Regions from separate parts of the Sus scrofa genome. Here region 2 is linked to region 1. Evidence: chromatin contacts called from public Hi-C data. All regions are on one chromosome and are shown on one strand. Each heading gives the region's core, a stretch centred on a gene start, on an enhancer-like site or on the middle of the called end of the contact. The rest is flanking DNA. Distances are from core to core; before and after follow the strand shown. Region 1 overlaps PID1 (phosphotyrosine interaction domain containing 1). Region 2 has its middle 110 kb from the start of PID1.

The links. A called contact is a pair of places that touch in the nucleus more often than the background predicts.
Region 2: a Hi-C map of liver shows a contact between it and region 1, with 6 times the contacts expected there. The contact joins two enhancer-like sites. A contact is called at or near these places in 5 of 47 Hi-C or Micro-C datasets (liver and skeletal muscle) and 1 of 2 datasets of contacts at active chromatin or transcription factors (skeletal muscle).

The regions. Positions count from the first base shown.
Region 1 is chr15:130,153,866-130,158,953 of Sscrofa11.1, reverse strand. All of the region lies in intron 2 of PID1 (phosphotyrosine interaction domain containing 1), which reads left to right. Among named protein-coding and RNA genes, the nearest start is that of PID1, 59 kb to the left of the region's middle. Within about 2 kb of position 2,238, at least 2 of the 83 cell types and tissues checked have an H3K27ac peak or open chromatin away from gene starts, as enhancers often do. A contact at or near this core is called in liver, where this site is marked.
Region 2 is chr15:130,326,169-130,331,728 of Sscrofa11.1, reverse strand. No RefSeq gene overlaps it. Among named protein-coding and RNA genes, the nearest start is that of PID1, 110 kb to the right of the region's middle. Within about 2 kb of position 2,793, at least 3 of the 83 cell types and tissues checked have an H3K27ac peak or open chromatin away from gene starts, as enhancers often do. A contact at or near this core is called in liver, where this site is marked.

The DNA.
Region 1 (5,088 bases), core at 989-3,488:
ACAAGATTTCGCTATTTTATTTTAGGTTTCATTTCAGGATCTGGAATCAGTTAAAATCAAATTTTCCAGAAATCAATATCATGGCACAGACAGGATTCCAAGACTCTAATTGTATCCACAGAAAGGAATAGACAGTCTGCTCACTGGTGGACAATGAAAGCTAAGCCAGAATCAAATGATTTTAAGTGGCTGCCTTTAAAGAAGAAAATACGTATCACATGCCAGACTTACTGCCATCAAAATAGTCCATCGCCAGAAAAATGTGCTGCTTTGGGTTTTCAGATTATTTTGGTCCTACCATATGAATTTGAGTTTATGTGTAGATAGTAGATCCTTCAGCAAAATAATGGACAGCCACTTATTTCTTTAGGTTCTTCCTTGTCTATCCACCCCACACAAATTTCATCACACGCTAAAGGGAGGATGCAATGTACAGTGTGGGGTTTTAGAGTCAGCTGGGCTCTGTCTGCCTGAAGCACAGCCAGGCCCCTCTTCTCACCACCTCTGTGGTTTTGGGCAAAGTACTTCCACGCTCTGTGCCTCAGTTATGTCATCTGTCAACTGGGGCTATTTAGAGTCTCCATGTATGGGTGGATGGGATGGTTAACTAAAGAAATGCGTGTGACTTGGTTAACTAAAGTAAGCACAGACTTGCCCTAAGGCAGCTCCATCCAACAGAAATATAGTAGGAACCACAGCAGTAATTTAAAATTCTGAAAGGCTCATTGAAAAGTGAAAAATAAACAGGCGAAAATAATTTTAATAAAGTTTTTTTAAAAATATAATTTAGCATATTCAGAATATTTCTTTTCTTTTTCTTTCTCTTTTTAGGGCTGCATTCACAGCATATGGAAGTTCCCAGGCTAGCAGTCGAATCAGAGCTGCAGCTACCAGCCTACACCACAGCCACAATAATGCCAGATCCAGGCCACATCTGCAGCCTACACCACAGCTCACGGTGACACTGGATTCTTACTCACTGAGCAAGGCCAGGAATTGAACCCAAGTCCTCATGGATCCTAGTTGGGTTCGTTTACCTCTGAGCCACAATGGGAACTCCAGAATAGTTCTTCTTTCAATGTGTGATCAAAATTATTATGCTGATAATATTACTTTAGCTGTTTCTGGCTGTCACCCCTAAGGATTCCGATTGACTTGGTCTGAGGTACTGCCCTGGTCTGGGTGTACGTGCAGAGCTCCCAGCTGATTCTAACGCACAGACCAAGAGTCAGACCAGTGTCTGGGGCAAATCACTTTCCTCTGCTCACAAAACGGATGATGCTATTGGCTGTAGCAATGTGACTGATAAAAATCACATATGCAAACTACTGCATTTAGAATGGATACGTTCCCCATACTGTATAGCACAGGGAACTCTATCTAGTCTCTTGGGATGGACGATGATTGAAGATAATAAAAGGGAATGTGTGTGTGTGTGTGTGTGTGTGTGTGTGTGTGTGTGACTGGGTCACTTCACTGTACAGCAGAAATAAGCACAACAGTGTAACTCAACTATACTTTAATTAAAAAATAATAAATAGTTCTTAATCATCAAAAAACTTGTAAAAATCACATATGATACTTGAAATGTATTGTAAAATATAAGTGTCACAGGAAGGGAAGAACTTTTAGTTCTTAATAATTATGTCAGGAGGTCCCACTGTGGCTCAGCAGGTTAAGAACCCAGCGTAGTTCTTACAGGTTTGATCCCTGGCCTCCTTGATGTGGGTTAAAGATACAGTATTGCCACTAGCTGTGGCATAGGTTGTAGAGGCGGCTCGGATCTGTGACAGTGGTGGTGGCGTAGGCCTGCAGCTGCAACTCCAATTCAACACCTAGCCAGGGAACATCTATATGCTACAGGTGCGGCCCTAAAAAGAAAAAATAATGTCCAGGTAGGGAGGGTAGGCAGCCGTCGATGGAATCCCCTTCTGGACAGATGCTAAGAACCTAAGCAGTCTTTCCTTTGATTCTAGCTACTCCTGTCTTTTTCTTGAAAGGAGGTGCATTTTTTTTTTCTGAAACTAATATATATGAAGCACTCTCTCGGTTAATGGACCAAGCATGTTTTTAGAAGTAATTATTTTCGCTGAATGTAAGTGCAGTGTTCCATTTCCTAGAAGGCTCTGGGTCTCGGTTTCCTTATCTGTAACTGGGATGATATATATGTGGCCGGGCTTTTTTTCTTAGTATGCACATGGCTGGGCTTTGTAAGGACTGATATCAGGAATGGATATAAAGCATTTAGCTCAGGGTCTGGCGTCCTTCCCAGGCATTCTGCTGAGCACAGGACATTGTGGTTCTGGGTGACTCGGGGAACCAGCAATTCGACCCTTGTAGCAGTTTAAGTCACCAGTGGCAGCTGAACAATAGCAATAGCTGGTGAGCACACACTTACCAGGGTCCACACTCTTGGGCCCTTCCTCTCTCGCACACGTTTCTGTAAGAACTCTCTTTTCCTTTCCATAAATTATATCTCAAGAGACTTGGCCTAATGATGTTCAAATGGACTATTTCCTTCTGTCCTGAGGGGAGAGACTGGATTTAGTGTGGCTGAATGGGTTATTCAGCTCTTAATAGGCTGAGCCGGAAGGAAGCCCTTTGCTGCTGATGGAATCTCCCCTTGGGAGGGGTAGGGGGCTGTTTGAGTAAAGTGGGCCCAGATCAGATTGGAGTCCAGGCTAAAGGAAGTGCCCCCATCTCCCTGGTTTACAGAAATTCCTTCTTATTATTCTAAAACTGAGATAAATGAAACATTAACATGTTACAACATTGTGGACTTCCTGGCAAAAAGCTGTTTCAAAAGCTTGTTGACCTATTAAAAAAAAAAAAAAAAACAAGTGAACCCATGATGTCCTATGGATCCAGGAGATCACGTGACTGGTTTACCACAAATTCTGTTTACTGTCTGGGAACTTGGTCAGAGCAGTGCACTTGGTTCTGTGATGCCAGTGAGAGATTTGGGTCTGTGCCTTGCTTTATTTTTCTAGGTGAAGAAATTCAGGTTTATAGAGAACTGGGGACCCACCTCAAACCTTGCACCCATGACACTTAGAGCTGGCGTTTGTGCATGGCCTCCTTAGCCAGGTGGGGTATGAAATGCTTCCTGTAGGTGATCTTATTTCATCCCATCCTTATGAGTTTGTAGCTGAAAATGTGGCCTCTGTACACTGGCACCCATTCAGTCTGGGAGACAGAGTTTTGAGGAAGAGAAAGAACGACTTTATTGCTTTGCCAGACAAAGGAGGACATAGCAGGCTCATGCCTCAGAACTCTGTCCTGACTTGAGAGGGGAGAGCAAGGGGTTTTACAGGTTGAGCTCAGAAGACAGGGTTACGGAGGAAGGTCCCTCCATGAGTCCACAGATCACTTCGCAGTCTTCACATCTGGTGTCAGTGGGTCCGGTGATGGTTTTTGATTGTCTTCAGAGTTGTCCTTCCTTGACCTTCTCTCTGAAATGAAGATTGCTCCCAGAGAGGGGGTGGTAGGGAGTGCCTCAATTACAAAAGAAAACACTAGGTGCAATAAAACTCTAACTGGAAAGTTACCATGGGTGAAAGAAAGCAGTTAATCAAGGAAGAGATCGTTTGTGAACAGCCAGACGCTAGGTGCAATAGCACTCTAACTGGAAGGTAAACTTTGGTGATGAGTGAGTGGGCGAAGGCAGGACGTAACATCGTGGAGATGGCTTTAACTAGTTTTTAGCTGTAACCGCATTTCCTAGTCACGTACTCTGGAGTCAGCCTTTGAGATGGAGAGGAGGCCTGGGAAGCTAAAGAAAAGGTCTTTTACTTCAAAACACAAAGATTTAGGGTCTGGTACATGGTTTCAAGTTAAGCACGAACCATATACCCATTGTGTAGGTAAGAGGGTCAACTCAGAAAAGAAAATCACTTCTCCCAGGTTCTGTATTTAGGAAGCAAGAGAGACAAAATGAAACCCTCGGAAGCTCAGCAGCCCATTTCTGAGTGAGCACTGCCTACATTGGGTTTTTATAAGTTGGAAGTTCGTTGGGTTAATTAACGATTTACTAAGCGTTCAAAGCAACAGGGGAGATGGCATAAGACAGTGTGTGATTAACTCCTAATGGGTGACACAGTCAGTAATTGCTGTATGAATTTAGACTAATTTGTGTCTGCATTTGAAAAATCACAGGAAACACAGAGTTGGCTACTCACAGCTTCATCAGTGTCTACATTTTCGACCACGAAGTCGATTCTTAGTCTAATCTGAGTTGCATCATCTCATATGCGGCTCCCATTACACACGTCTTGAAAACATTCACATCGACGGGGTTGTGTTGTCGGGCTGATGAATGGCTGTCCCGCAGCAGCGCAGGCAGAGGCCATTCAGGGGCAGTTCAGCTGACAGGTGGTCCTGTAAGGGAGGCTGAACCAAATAAGGGAGGGACAGGGACAGGAGACACAAGTTCTTTCATTCATTCATCATACTCTGAGTCCCACTCCTCTGGTGACATTGCTTCAGAGAAGCAAGAGGAAGGATAATTAGATGGCTGCCTTGAGGAATTCAGAACCCTACAGAAAAGATAGAAACGATAAATAAGCCAGTGCAGGTAGAGTTCCTTGTCCACGGAGGTAACAAGCCTAATAAGGAGTATCGGTCGGTCCCAGGAGAGCATGTTGCTGTCTTTGGTGATGCAAGAGTGGGCAGTGTTTTTTTAGTTGTTGGTGGTGTTTGTTTTTGTTTTGTTTTTTTTTTAAGTGATTGCGGAATCATCAGTCTGGGAGGTCTGTAAAATCCAGCCTATTAGATGTACAAATCCTAGGTTTGTGAAGTCCAGCCCATGAGTCCAGACTACTTCTGTAACCAATGGCCTTGAAACCCTAGTAGCCTAACACAATGAGTCTTTGTTTCTTGCACCAGCAAAGTCCTATGTGGGACCCTGAGAGGCTCTTCTCCAGGGCCCAGGGCTTCCCCTCTTGCCATCTGGTCACTCCACTCGCCACACCCAGGGTCCTTGACTTCCTTCCCTGGATCGTTTGCATCTGATTGGCAGACAAAGGAAGAGGGAATGTGGACCCGGCGTGTCCTTCTGAAGATGACCAACATCAGCACCAGGACATAGCT
Region 2 (5,560 bases), core at 1,544-4,043, 170 kb before region 1:
AGGGAGATGGGAAAGGGGTCAAAGTGAGAAAAGAGGGGCATTTTCAGAGAGGGGCTATATCCTGACCCTTGGGACCCCGGTATTACCCTGACTGCAAGGTTTGATGACTGCTTTTGCTCAAAAATCTTCTCAGGAGGCAGAGCAGCTATGCTGCCAGAAAAAAAAAAAAAAAAAAAAAAATCCACTGAATCCTGCAGTTAAATTTCGGGAGGCTCAGAGCCACATTGTTACATAGTAAACTTTGAAGAAGCCTTTAGGTGGTAAAATACAGCACCCCTGAAGGCTGAGGGCATCTGAAGACTTGGGACAGTGGGGGCCGGGAGCCCTGGCTGGCTTGGTTTTTCAATGAAAATTCGAAGTTGCCAAACACAGACTGTCTCTCAGATGCTAGGAAAGGCCAGCCTTTGCCTGTGAGTTCTCATATACTGAGGATTAACCCACAGGGGACATTGCTTTTAGCAGAAAAAAGATGCCCCATAGCCCCTTTCCAAGCCTCTCTGGAACTAAAGTTTGGAGGAATGGGTTCATAGGAAGAGCCTCAGACACCAGGCCAGACCCCTAGGGTCTCAGACTGAACAAGAAAGGAGATCTTTGGCCTGAAGATAAGGCGGTGGGTGACCAGTCTCCTAATTCCTTTTCTTATGAAGAGAGCGACATCAGGCTCTGAATGATTGGCCAAAGGTGGTATCAGTCTGTTTCTGCGGTGGCATCAGTTACCACTTGTACACGTGGGTTTTTTTTAAGTTCAGGGCGTGGAATTATATTAGAAGAAGGAGCGCCTGAGTGCCGGTGGAGGGCCTCCCCCATCCAAGTAAGGAGGGGAGCTCTTGGAGGTCCTGAGAAAGATGCAGCCAGAATTGCTGGGGGTGGTGCTTACGGCGTGGGCATCGACGTCTCTGCAGGGTTTGTGGATTTTTGTCTCTTGAAGTTATTTCTACCGGCCTGTTTCACGAAGGGACTCCTGTGTGCTCCATAGCACGTGACCCTTGGCAGGAGCCAGCTCTGGCTTGCGCTCCGCATGGCAATCGTTCCTTGCTGGAAATGTCCTCCAGCTCTTCCGTGAAATGTACACATATGCATTTGGTATGAGCCTGGTTTATTACAGTGTGCATGTACAAGGCAGTTTCTCATTTTACGCTTCGTTCTGAAGTGTCACATTGAAAGAGCAGGGGTTTTGGCTTTTAAAAGCTCAGGTAAACATGGCTTATCGCTGACTAAGATCAAGTCACCCTTGGAAGGGACTTATCAACCTGGGGCTTCACTTCCAGCTCCCCAAATTTAAATTAGCCGCCAGGTTCTCTTTGAAAAGTATTCTCTCAAGCCTTGGGATTCAAAAAATGAGCCACATGGAGAAAAATCTTCATATTTATGGCTTCTTCCCGAAGAGCAGCTCTGCTCCTCTTTACACAAATTTGTCTGTTTTCACTTTTTGCTTCTAGAGCAGGGAGTTGTTGAGGGTGAGGTGGTGAGTGAGCTGCTTGTAATAATATTTTGTTTACATTCCTTGTGGTTATCTTTGTCACCGGCTCTGTTTGCTGTCTGGGGTTCCCCCCCCATTTTTTTGGCCTTCAAGGCACCACCGTATAGAAACATTGGTTTGCTTGATTCCTCAGTGAATGGGACACTTTACATGCCCAGATGCTGTGGCCATGGGGAGGGAGATGGAAAACTTGGTTGATGAGGCCATCACGATGAATCCGGCTCTTTGAGCCGAGTCTGAAGCCCCACCCTCCTTACACAAATCTTTTTATTTATTTTATTTTATTTTATTTTATTTTATTTTATTTTATTTTATTCTATTCTATTCTATTCTATTCTATTCTATTCTATTCTATTCTATTCTATTCTATTCTATTTTATTTTATTTTATTTTATCTTTTTGCCTTTTCTAGGGCCACTCCTGTGGTATATGGAGATTCCCAGGCTAGGGGTCGAATCAGAGCCGTAGCCACAGGCCTACGCCAGAGCCACAACAATGCTGGATCCGAGCCGCGTCTGCGACCTACACCACAGCTCACGGCCGGATCCTTCACCCATTGAGCAAGGCCAGGGATCAAACCTGCAACCTCATAGTTCCTAGTCAGCTTCGTTAACCACTGCGCCACAACGGGAACTCCATAAATTTTTTTAACCTTCTCATACAATCTCCTTAATTTTTTCCTCATCCATTTTTAAGGCATTTAACAGTGAGAGTTTAGATGAGCTTGAATGAAGAAAGTGCTTTAAGAAAGTGTTCCCAGGAGTTCCTGTCATGGCGCAGTGGAAACGAATCCGACTAGGAACCATGAGGTTTCGGGTTCGATCCCTGGCCTCGTTCAGTGGGTTAAGGATCTGGCGTTGGCCATGAGTTGTGGTGTAGGTCGAAGACGCAGCTCGGATCTGGTGTTGCTGTGGCTGTGGCTGTGGCCGGTGGCTACAGCTCTGATTAGACCCTTAGCCTGGGAACCTCCACATGCCACAGGTGCAGCCCTAAAAAGACAAAAAAAAAAAAAAAAAAAAGATTCCCAGAACTTCTTAACAAGACTGAGGAGTCCATCAATTTATTGTAGAAATACCTAGAAACAAAAGAGGTGAGGGAAGTACAGGACCTCTTTCCTTAATTGACTTTATCAGTTCCTATTAGATGAGGCCCATTCAGAGAGTCTGTGGCTCAGGGGATGCAGCTGAACTTTGTTTAGGCTAGACAGTCACCTTCTAATTTGAGTTCAGTAACCTGCCCTCTTGCAGGAAATGGCATCTTTGATCAGGTTGGATTACCGTTATCAAAACCTGCTTCTTTGCCAAACAAAATGATGCTGATATTTTCTGATTTGAGGTTTGACCCAAATCCAGTACAAGCAGAGCGACCTGTTGCCCCGAGCAGGGCTGAGCTGGGTAATTTCTCATTCAGTCACACAAACCGCGGCAAGTTCATCTGCTCCCTTGAATGTTAAAACTTGTTACATCCCACTCGAGCCCTCGCTGGGAGCTTCTGCCATTAAAGATATAATAGGATCAAAAGGAATGTGAGGATTTAAATTACCGCCCTGACTTTTAAAAATGAATAAATATGAATTCTTCCCTTTTTACTTTCTCCTTTGCACAGAGGACTTTTTTTTTTTTTTTTTTTTTTTCCTTAAAGGGACTCGGGAGAATTATAAATTTTTAAAGAAGCAGATTTGAGACCGGCAGGCTCTTTTCGGAAAAGTGAAAGGGGACTTTTCACTTAAAAAAAAAAAAGGCTAAGGTATTGGTTTTTTAAAACAGAGATGAGATTACTTCTGGCCTTGATAGTTTATAATTTGCAAGTGTTGCCTGATTGGGTTGGGCAGATGTGCTGGAAGTGACAGAGTCGTCCATGCGGGAGTGTGGTCTCAGCTCTAAGGAGCCTGCATGCCAGAGTATCTGTCTTTGGTGAGCTACCAATTACATGTTTCTAGAAGCCTGGAAAGGTGGAGAGCAGGAGAAAGACGACTGGAGACTGAGCTTGGTACAAAGGAGGCCAACGCAGTCTTGCCTGGGGTATAGTTATTACAAGGACGGAGTGGAATGTGGTGTAGAGAGGTATAGAAACGATTCCAGAAAATTCTAACCATGGACTCTCCATGTAGCTGTCTTCTCATGAGACAGTCTACAAAGGTTCCAATACTCTGCCTGTTTTCCCTGAGATTAAAATGTCTCCGAGGCAGATCTAGAAAATATAAAAAATACAGTGGTTTTTGGCTTCTCAGTGGGGACCATCTTTTCTCTCTCACTGCTTTTCTGTTTCATTCACATTTTGGCCAGCGGCTGTACAGTAGAACCTTCAGGAGGGTGAAATGAGGAAACCAGATCTTGAAGAACTTTCTCTGGGTTTCTTGTTCAACTTTTGGCTGATAAAAAGTTTGGAATGTCCATTGTGGTGCAGTGGAAATGAATCCGACTAGTATCGAGGCGGGTTCAATCCCTGGCCTCACTCAGTGGGTTAAGGATCTGGTGTTGCCTTGAGCTGTGGTGTAGGTTGCAGACAAAGCTCGGATCCCGCAGTGCTGTGACTGTGGCATAGGCTGGCAGCTGCAGCTTCGATTTACCCCTAGCCTGGGAACTTCCATATGCTGTGGATGCAGCCCTAAAAAGCAAAAAAATAAAAAAGGTTGACGTTTGTAACCAAATACTATTTGGGTATTTTAAGGGGTAAGAGTACTTCTCCCCCCGGATTACTCTGCCCTTTCTCTGCCTTGTCATATTGGGCCGATCTTACCCTGGCTTGGAGCTGGTTGTGCTAGACATCTTTCTCTATTTTTATCCACTTCCACTTTTCCCTGGAGAAAGGAGACAGAAGAACCTTCTAGAAGATTAGCTGGAGACCACTGGATCGGGCCCATCAGGCAGAAAGAAAACCTTGGCATATCTGACACTTTTCCAGGCAGACCCAATTGACAGGAAGACACCAGAGCCAGGCAGATAAGGACAATGGCTGCTTTTATGGAACACGTGCCGTGTGTGTGGCACTGTGCTGAGGAGTTTTATTTGAATTATCTAGCTCATTTACCTCCCTTAACCACTTTTATCCTCATTTTATCGATAAAGAAACTGAAAGCCGGAGAGTTTAAATGATCTGACCAGAGTCCGGTAGCCAGACCTGAACTGTGCTGGAATTTGAACCAGGCGGTGTGGCTCCAGAGCTTCTTAATCACTTTTCTGTCATTTGAGAGGATACGATAGAGCAGGATGATGTACTGGTGTTGGGGGGATGCTGTGATTAAAAATAGAATGAGAACAGGGGCGGTCTCAGGGGCTCAGAGAGGCCACTTCCACGTTGCTTGTTGGAGGGATGTGGTGGCCCGGGTTGAACGTGGGTGACCCTGTTTTTGGTGGGCGCACGTCTCGGGGGTGGGGGGCGCGTCAGCGGCTGTATCCTTCTCAGGCTGAAATTCCCAAGTGCCATTTAAGAGTCTCTTCAGCTGGAGCACGTGGCATTTATCCCAACTGGATACCTTGAAAGCTGACAATGAAGCCCCATCACATCTGCAGCCATTCCTTCCCCCATTTAGACCAAAAGTGGGGGGAGGGGGAGGGAGGTCAGAGAGTTCAAGAGCAATTGCTTAGAAATAAGCAATCGCTCCTCTTACACAGGCGTCTCACCAAATCGATCTACGCTTTGCTGTTGTTTTCAGCTCTGAGTCGAGTAAGCACAGAGCATTGGGCCTTATCCTTCCTGAAGAAAACTTGGACTTCTCATTAACTTGAGGTCGCACAGAAGTAAAAGGCTGTCTTCCATCAGTGAGTCTTTCTCAGGATTTGTCAGCAAAATCTCTACCAAGTGACTTGCAAAATGCTAACCTTGGAAAAAGACTTTCTGTCCCTTGGTAACCCGTTGCCCAATGGGGCTGTGTCCTATTGACTGTCCCAGGTTATCTTGGAGCATTAGGCAACGTTTGCATTTTGTTTGATGTTCCAGATTAGCTCTCTCCTCCCCCCGTCCCTCGTCTGGACTCCATTCCACTATATGAATTAGTCCCGTAAACTGGATCCTGGAGCAGTTGGCTCTGGACAGCCCCATGGCTACTGGAGATCAGGCTCCCTTGCAACAGGGCTCTTT